Regions from separate parts of the Mus musculus genome. Here all the other regions are linked to region 3. The links are chromatin contacts, called in public promoter capture Hi-C maps. All regions are on one chromosome and are shown on one strand. The core of a region is the stretch at or near the end of the contact, and the rest is flanking DNA. Distances in the headings are between cores, read along the strand shown. Region 1 holds the start of Poglut3 (protein O-glucosyltransferase 3). Region 2 holds the start of Exph5 (exophilin 5). Region 3 holds the start of 2310030G06Rik (RIKEN cDNA 2310030G06 gene).

Region 1 (3,104 bases), core at 528-3,027, 2.6 Mb after region 3:
CTCGAACTCAGAAATCTGCTGGGATTAAAGGCGTGCGCCACCACGCCCGGCTTCTATTTCAAGTGTTATATAATTTCTTAGGCACTATCACCTAGAGCCAGATAACCCCCGACTCACTTCTCTGGGAAAAGGAAATTTAAGTTCAATTTTGGCAGGGTGTAGATAAAATGTGTTTACACAGGTTTTGTGTGTGGGTATTTATTGTGTGTGGTGGTATTTATTTATGTATAAATGCTAGCTGGAGCAGAGCAGAGTAGGCGTTCCATCAAAGCATGCAAACGACCCCAGGAAACAAGCCATTGGAAATCACACTAAGTTACACTACACTGCTGCCCTGCAATTTACAAGTGACTTATTCCCAGTTCCTAATGATGCGTCTAAAGAGCGCTGTCTATAACGTCCAGGGGCTAACCTGAGACCCCAGCGCTGTAGAGTGCATATGGGCATCTGCCGATTTCTTCCTGCTGGCCTCTATACTCGCCTATGATTGGTAATTGGGTTGGTGACCTGGGCCGGAGCTCAAAATGCTCAGGAGCCCAATTAAAGCCTGGGGCCTGGTTCTGATAAGCTCTGGGTTGAGATCTACCAGGAAGATCTCTGCCCATTCTGCAGGATGAATTCTTCCAGATTTCTCATCCTGGGAAGAATAATTAGTTCCTAAAACTCAGATAAAAAGAAAAAATAATTAGCAAGAGTGAACAAACGGGGGCTGTGGGGCTGTTCTTCCCGGCTCTTGATGCTCAGGAGTGGGGTGCCCAGGGCATAGTGGGCAGGGAAGGATAGGTGCCCAACTCTACTGAGACGCTTGCCCAGACCCTGCCTTCTGCTGCCCAAGTGCCCTACACAGGAAACACCGAAAGATAAGGGACTTCAGGGTAGTAGGCTGCCAATCACAAATATACGGAACAGGTGGGCCGGTGTGTGAACAAAGACTAGGGGAATTCCTCACAGGGAAGCTATTCCTCTTGTTCCACTGTGGCACTGGAAACCAAACCCTGATGTGCATTTATAATAAGCCATGTTTCCAACCCTTTTCTGTCTGGGTGTAGTGCACACCTTTGATCCCAATACCTGGGACACAGAGGCAGGTGGATGACAGTGAGTTAAAGATCAGCCAGTCTATATACATATATAGAGAGTTCCAAGGCAGTAGGAGATACATAGGGAAAACCCCAACTCAACCAGTTTTCTCCACAAGGCAAGGTGGCTTGGCTTACACACCTTTAATTTCCCTCTACTGGAGGAGGCTGGGGTGGAAGGATTGTCATCAGTTCAAAACCAGCCTGAGATACAGAGGGAGACTTCCTTCTCAAAAGGAGAAACAATAAAATATAGAAGAAGAAAAGGGGGAGGAGGAGGAGGAGGAGGAGGAGGAGGAGGAGGAGGAGGAGAAGGAGAAGGAGAAGGAGAAGGAGAAGGAGAAGGAGAAGGAGAAGGAGAAGGAGAAGGAGAAGGAGAAGGAGAAGGAGAAGGAGAAGGAGAAGGAGAAGGAGAAGGAGAAGGAGAAGGAGAAGGAGAAGAAGAAGAAGAAGAAGAAGAAGAAGAAGAAGAAGAAGAAGAAGAAGAAGAAGAAAAGAAGGAAGAACAAGAAAAGGAAGAACAAGAAGAAGAAAAAGAAAAGAGGTAACAATTTTAAAACAAGCACACCCTGCCTTTCTCCAGACTGGCAAACTCAGGCAACTAGTGTAGGGATGACTAGGAGCGTAAGGCCTGGGCGCGGTACACGAGCCAGTCGGGGTCCGGGCGCGCGCCCGGCCCGCCCGGGGCGGCTCTAGCCAGAGGCCCGCCCTCGGGTGTCCCCTCGGCCCGGCGCTCCAGCTCCTCCCTGGCCAGCGGAGCTGAGAGCCGGCGACCATGCAGGCCCTGCCGCTGGGGCTGCAGCTCGCCCTGCTGGTGGCGGCGGGGGCCGGGGCGCGCGTGAGCGCACCGCGGAGCCTGGCGTGGGGCCCTGGGTTGCAGGCCGCCGCCGTCCTGCCCGTGCGCTACTTCTTCCTGCAGTCGGTGGACTCGGACGGCCGGAACTTCACTAGCTCGCCGCCAGGTCAGCGCCCGTTGCCGTCCCCGCGCGTCCCTGTCCCCACACGTGGCCATCTCCCCACTGCGGGTGTCGTCTTCTCTCCCCTCCCATCGGCGTCCCTTCCCTCCTCCCTGACACCCACGGGGGCGGGAGGTGCCACTCAGGACCGTTGGGTGACTAACTCCAAAGGCTGGGCCACAGGTCCCGCCCGGTGACAGATGTAAGGGTAAGTAGAGTAAACGGCGCCTGTGGGGTCCCACGGAGCGCAGTGGTGCCATCACGTGATGCAGATGGCCCTTCCTGGCCTGCAGGGCGCGCCTTCCTCCCTCCCTCAGCAGCCCACTCTTCTTAGGCCCGCAGTGCAGACCACGCGAAGCAGGGAAACTTCCTAGAACCGGAGAAGGGAGGCGCTTGTCTTGAATCTCAGCAGGGCCCTCCTCCCACATCTGATTGCTTCTCTGGACTTGTCCAGCTGGTTTCAACTTGTTGCCAGTCAGGATTTGCTAATTTGTGTCTAAATGTAAGGCTGCTCCCATCTGGCGTCCTGTTTTGCCTGCAAAGAGGCAGAGAACTCCTTGGCGTCCTCCACCGAGCAAACGGGAATTTCACGTACTTAGAAGTCACGTGTATATGGTAATCCTGGAGTAAAAAAGAGGATGGCAATGTCTGCCTATCGAAAACTTAAGACTCTGCTGAGAAAATAGATAATAAGCAACCTGCCTATCAGGGCAAAGCACAGTTGCTGCAATTGGATTTCTGCAGCCTGGTGTAAACATTAAAGAACTGCCAATAGGTCCAAGGGAGTCTGGGAAGCTTCAGGAGTGCGGGTTTGGAGGCTGAGAGGGGTTTCTAGACTGGCTTGCAGCCGCGCAAAAGCAGAGAGCGCGAGGATCAAGTGTTGAGAACAGGAGTCTGTGGAACATGGTTCAGATTCAAACCGTGTTATGGTGTATCTGCAGTTCTGTAATAAATAAATGAACCCAGATAAGCACTCATGTGGTTACAGCAGGAGAGTAAGGATCCCCCCCCCCCATTTTAAAAATCTTTTTCCCCAAATAAAATGTTCTGCAAAGATTATTCGGATATG
Region 2 (3,075 bases), core at 242-2,741, 2.6 Mb after region 3:
CAAAGCAGCTTTCAAGCCCAAGGAATTTGTTTTATTAAATAATTACATCTCTACCCATGCTAAGTCCCTTACTGAATTATGAGGAAAGGACTGTGTTGTTTGGTGTGTATACAATAGCTTCATGGAACAGGTTCCAGAATAGGTTAGTTTCAGTCAGCTCACTGATAAGAACAGGACAAAACCTCACCACTACCGACATTAGAAGGTCAGTCCATATACCTAGTAAAGGAACATGCAAGAATACCTGAACAGTGTGTACATGACAGACTTCCAAACTGCCATCATTAACATAGAGACAATCTATGAGGGAGTTCTGTGTTGTATGTTATAGAGTGGATCCCCACTTCTTGCAGCTAATAGATGCCCACAAAAAAGTTGTTTCAAAGGCTGTTTCTTCAGACATACCAAAGATAAGACAAGGGACCAGCAGCAAAAGCAACCATTCTTTATAGTTTTGACTGTTTTTCCTTTAGAGGAGTGAAACCCAGTTTGGTTTATTTATCATGAAAAGATGGTATTTGTGGACATACCTTGTAGATATTAGTGACCATCAAAATCACAGCAGAAAGGACTAAATTAAGGGTATTGGGGGAATGTATGTCCACCGGACAAATTGTTTTTATGTAGAGAAACAAGTTTTCTGGAAAGACATTTATCTTAAAAAAAAAAAAAACAAAAAAAAACAAAGCACATGTATGCACATCCTTGGAAATACCTGACTTCACTATGTCATGGAATAATTGGCTTTCTAGGAAAAGCACTTTCTGTGGTTGCACGGGATTGTGATTCGCTTTCTAAAATACTGTCAGTGGGGCTTTTCAAAGTCTGAGAATGACTTTCTATGAGACAATGGGACTGTGTGTGTGTGTGGGGTGATGGCAAGTTTGGCAAATAATTCAATTTCCAAAGGTAGCCTAATGCCAGTCCTTCTGTGAGTCCCTCTGAGCCAAAGCCTGAGATAAAGTGAGTTTAGGCTTCCCCGGTCTTTTAAATAAGATAACACTTCTACTAACTCTAGCAAGCTCCTACCAGTTCTCCTGTTCTCAATCATTGAAAGACAGGATTAGTCGTGAATCTTTTTCCTTCTTCGTCTTTCTTCTAGACAAGCTCAAATTCTTCCAGCAAATAGCAACAGCCAAGCAAATACTTAGGGGCTAACACTCAAGGGCAAGCCTTCCTTAGAGACAGAATTATGTAGGCTTGTTTGCTTAACAAGTCACATAGAGGGTGGGAAGGGGGTGGGGGGTGGGAAGAGACGCTGCAAAGTCCGCCCCGCCCCCCAAATGCGATTGGTTCCTTTTCTCCATTTAGTCACTCACTTTGCATCTCGGTTGGACAGGTTGAGAGAAACATGTCATTAAGGTGTTGTCAAAAGGAGCCCTGTATGTGTGGGCTGGTCCCGAGGTTTGTGGTTTTAGCTTTTCAAAGGCGCGGAGCTATTATGGGCTATGGGATCAAGTTCGGGAAAACTAGTCTTCATTATCTTGAAAAATGGCTTTGTAACAGGAGGCGCCAAGGAGCTTAAGTACACATAACTCGCACACGGGAGAGAAAATGACGAAAGTTCCTCAGGGGTTTGATTTCAGCTTCCTAAACGAGGAAGAAGCCAGGAAGATCCTCCAGGTACTGGAAAGAAATGAGGAACTCCGGAGGGCAGAGAAGGACAGGATCAGGTACGAAGCGAACTCCTCCTCTTGGGCTGGGCCTGCATCCTGTTGGTTTCCGAGGGAACCCAGGGACACCTGCTGGGACCCTATGCAGGTGCTGCTTGGAGTGGCAAGAGGGAACGAAGACGTTGTTTCAGTGGGTCTCCAGATGCCTCCCGGGTGCTCTCTCCAGGCTCTCCATCCCCAGCGACTTGGCTGGGAGTCCAGGACTCCGCAGGGAGGAGGGAGAAAGTCGCTCGTTCTTTGCATTTCTCGGTGCGTGGGTCCCCGCCTGTTCAGGACACCTGGGCTAACCTCAGCTGGGAGGGGTTCAGGCATAGTAGAGGCTCAGGTGCGTCATAGGCTACTAGGGATAAGGTCGGACCGTTTTAGGGCACGTGAGTTATTGTACGGCACTCCCTAGAACTGGATCCTGGCAGCTGTTCCCTCCAAGCTAGAGGCCCAGAACAGGAGGGAGATCCAGGAACTTGCCAGAGGGTCCTGTGTGGGTGAATGGGACTTAGACACGTGGGGTTGGCTGTGGTGTGGTGCTGTAAGAAGGAGTTTCTACGGGATCCAACCAATGGCCTTATTAATAAATACAATGTTGTAGGTGAGGACGGGATAAGAAACTAGCAAATTACGTCCAGAAATGATTCTTGGGAGCATAAATTAACTTATTATTTTTTTCCCTGCTGGAGTACGAACCCACAGACCTATTCAAGTCTTCTGCAGTGAAGTGTGGGAGGAAATCCAAGATAGCACACAGGCTGCAATGTAGGCATAAGCTGGAGTTTAGAGAGCTGGCTTGGTGAAGTCATTCAGGTTCCCAATTCCAATCAGTCCCTCCCACCTCCGCCCTCCTCTTCCTCACCCCAAAAGAAACGCCTCCAAGGACAAACTTCCAATTATGGAACCCTCCTTAGTCTTTGCAGAGACAGAAGACACTGAGCCCAAAGCTCCCTCTTCATTTTTTCTCCTATGTGGCTCTCTAGGAAGGGCGGGGGCAATGGTGTTTAAAGTTTGAGAATGGAGATCTCATCACACAGGCTCCGTCCCTTCCAATCAGTCAGTAAAAAGTCAATCATTCACTCTGAAAGCAGTGTGTTCACACTCACCCGTGAGTGCCCACACATATGCACGTCGGCCACACGGGGTGTCACCCCATTCAGAGAAGGACATAGATCTACTTAGGGCCAGCTTCAAAGCATACACAATCCCCACACTCCCAAACTGTAGTGCTCAGAGTAGGATGTTCCTTGTCTGTAAAGAGAAGGGCGACATTATACATGAGGGGACAGCATGGCAACATTAGGAAATAGAGAGAGAGAGAGAGGTGGGCTCACACTTAGGGATCAACTTGGCCCTTTTAAAATTATAGTCAGCTGTCCCTGAGTTTGTTTCCTGCCTGTGGATCCTGGCCTTGTCT
Region 3 (2,700 bases), core at 166-2,665:
GAGAGCTCCAGGACGACAGAGAGAGAACCTGCCTTAAAAATCAAACAAAGAATAAATAAATATACATGTAAACAAATATACACTTATAGGCAGGGTCTTATTTATTTGTCTATTTTTAGTTTTTTGAGACAGGGTCTCTCTATGTAACCTTGGCTATCCTGAAATGGCCTGCCTCTGCCTTTCAATAGCTGGGATCAAAGGCATTCACTACCATGTTTATCCAAGTTTCCTTTTATTGCTGACTTCTGTATCTGTCACTTCCTGGTACCCAGCACATGCTCAGTTGATATTTGTTTAATAACCAACTAGATTAATAAACTAGCAGGCACAGGACTGGAGTCTAGTATTGTTTTCAAATTTTAGGTGCTTTCCAATGTATCTCACTTTTCTCTCTACATGTGATGTTTACCTGTAAATAAGTATTCTTTGAACTCTGACCCAGACATGGATCATATAGCTAAGAGGCAGCTGACAGGATGAAGCCATATTTGGGAGTTTGTAGTGGTGGTGAACACCCTGGGGGGAAAGTTACAAAAACCACAAATAATCTATTATTTGGTGGGGTTTTTTGTTGTTGTTGCTGTTGTTTTTATTTTGTATTTTTTGTTCTTACTAGCTTTCGATCTCTAAAACCAACCTATGATACAAATAATAGGGACTGTATATTTTTAAAAAAATCGAGGACCCAGTGAATTGACTGGACTGCATGAGGCCACACAGCAAATAGCATGAAAGTTATATTCACAGTTCCAGTGGATTCTCTTCCTTCCCACTTCTGCAGTTTCAAACAAACATTTGTCCAAATTCAGTTGCTCAATCCATGGTCACATCTCTGATTACCTAGTGAGGAAAGTATGGGCCCTGAAGTCTAGCCTCCGCGCTTGGAATCTTGTTTTACCTGCTAAGCTACTAGCCATGTGACTGACACTACCTTCTCTGAGCCTCCGCTCCTTAACCGGCCAAGATGGGAACAACGGTAAGACCACTCACTCACAGAAGACCTGGGACAATTAACCCAGATTAGAAAGTGACTGCACATAGAGAGCACTCCAATGCTCCCGTTATTATGATCTGCGGAAGAATAAAAAAGGAGAGAGCATCGGAAGGAAGGAAAGGAGAGAAGAGAGAAACCAGGCTGGCCCACCGGTGCAGCCAACCTCTGGCCACTCTCCAGCTTGCTGTGTTTTCCAAGCGTCCTAAGGCACCGCTCTCTGCTCCACCTAGGACGTGGCAGGTGGAGGAAGGCACGGACGGTCTCCAGGCTGTCTGATTCTCAGGGTTTCATATCCACCACCGGAGGCGGTCCCCTCCACCTTTCGGCCCTACTCACCAGGTTCCCCCACAGCAGAGCCGGTTTCCCATGGCGGTTGTGTCTCCCAGGGAGCCCAGCTGGTTTTCAGACATAAAGAGGTTTGCGCATTTCCTGGTTCCCGGCTGAGCGAACGGCAACGGCTCCCAGGAAGTCTGTCAGGATCAGATTTCAACCGAGTAGGTTGGACCTTGGAAGCCACCTGGTGGAATGATTCCCAAGTGACTGTTCGCAGCCAAAGGGCAGGAAGACACACGGGCTCCAGGTGAGAGTTATCTCACCTTAGGGATTTGAAACTCCTTTTGATGAAGCTGCAAGCTTCGATTTATAAAGAAACCTGAGATACAAAAGGGCTCTGAGTTTCCATAGGAAATGTGTCTCTCTGTATCGCACGGCCTTTGAAATAGACCCTCCATAAGGGAGTCAAAGCTCGGCCACTACGTTTGCCCTACCACACTCAGGTTTGAGTTTCACTGTCAAGGTAATTGGTACTAGTTTCTGATGTCCTCAATTTGGGTTTGAATCCTAGAGGCTTTTGGAACCTGAAATGTAGGAAAATGGAATGCTCTCATATTCCCACGACTAGAATTAATAATGTGCGCATATCTCCTAACCATTTACCATCTAGATTTCCAGCACACCAAGGCATAAGTACTGAATGTATTACTTAATCCTCTTTCTGGTATAAACCAGATGGCTAACTGATTGGCACGGAGCACTCAATGTTCTCTCCCCAGTCCAGGACCATGAAATCTCTACTTACCCCTGCTTGTAGCTTCTGCTTCCAATGACCCAAAATTGGATTCACTCTTCCCTGGCCAGAAACTATGAGGCAGCTGAATGAATTCCCCTGAGACAATATGTTACCAGGTTGAGTATGGTGTATACCTCCTGGCACTCGGGAGGCAGGAGGATGAGGATCTCTGAGAGTTTGAGGCCAGCCTGGGCTACAGGAGCAAGTTTCAGGACAGCCAGGAATTCATAGAATTCATAGAGGTACCCTGTCTTAAATAAACAGAAACAAACAAGAGAGAAAGAAAGGAAAGAGAGAAGGGAGAATATGTCTCTAAGAAAATCTTTGAAACCTGCAATTCCGATCTTCAATATTTTCTTGGCATTTTGAGTATTGTCCTGGAATATTCATAGTCAGCCCTGAACTCCATGGAGTACACTGGATTCTGAATTCCTCCTCATCTTGGGAAAAACGGGCCTGAGAGTGGCCACTTCATAGGGCTGTGATAACTGAATGAGGTATGTGTGTACAAAGCTTCTGAACAGGCCAGACGCATGGGACGCCCTCAGTAAGTCTTAACCATTGTTACTACTATTGTTCTCAGTGATCAGATGGCTAAGCATTGTATTCTACTATCTCATGTTCCAATCCTGCAGGC

What was found. Promoter capture Hi-C pulls out the DNA fragments that hold promoters and counts their contacts.
Region 1: a contact with region 3 is called in a promoter capture Hi-C map of liver, with 5 times the contacts expected there. The contact joins the promoter of Poglut3 here to the promoter of 2310030G06Rik in region 3. A contact is called at or near these places in 4 of 39 promoter capture datasets (cranial neural crest, hippocampal neurons, liver and 1 more) and 1 of 115 datasets of contacts at active chromatin or transcription factors (embryonic stem cells).
Region 2: a contact with region 3 is called in a promoter capture Hi-C map of liver, with 2.2 times the contacts expected there. The contact joins the promoter of Exph5 here to the promoter of 2310030G06Rik in region 3.

The regions. Positions count from the first base shown.
Region 1 is chr9:53,382,246-53,385,349 of GRCm38.p6, forward strand. Poglut3 (protein O-glucosyltransferase 3) reads left to right here and starts at 1,778. Exons shown (of 8, transcript NM_212445.2): 1 at 1,778-2,041. The coding sequence starts at 1,855.
Region 2 is chr9:53,300,179-53,303,253 of GRCm38.p6, forward strand. It overlaps Exph5 (exophilin 5), which reads left to right and starts at 1,492. Exons shown (of 6, transcript NM_176846.3): 1 at 1,492-1,673. The coding sequence starts at 1,555.
Region 3 is chr9:50,745,112-50,747,811 of GRCm38.p6, forward strand. It overlaps 2310030G06Rik (RIKEN cDNA 2310030G06 gene), which reads right to left and starts at 1,416. Exons shown (of 4, transcript NM_025865.3): 1 at 1,331-1,416. The coding sequence starts at 1,362. It also overlaps a transcript of Cryab not described here.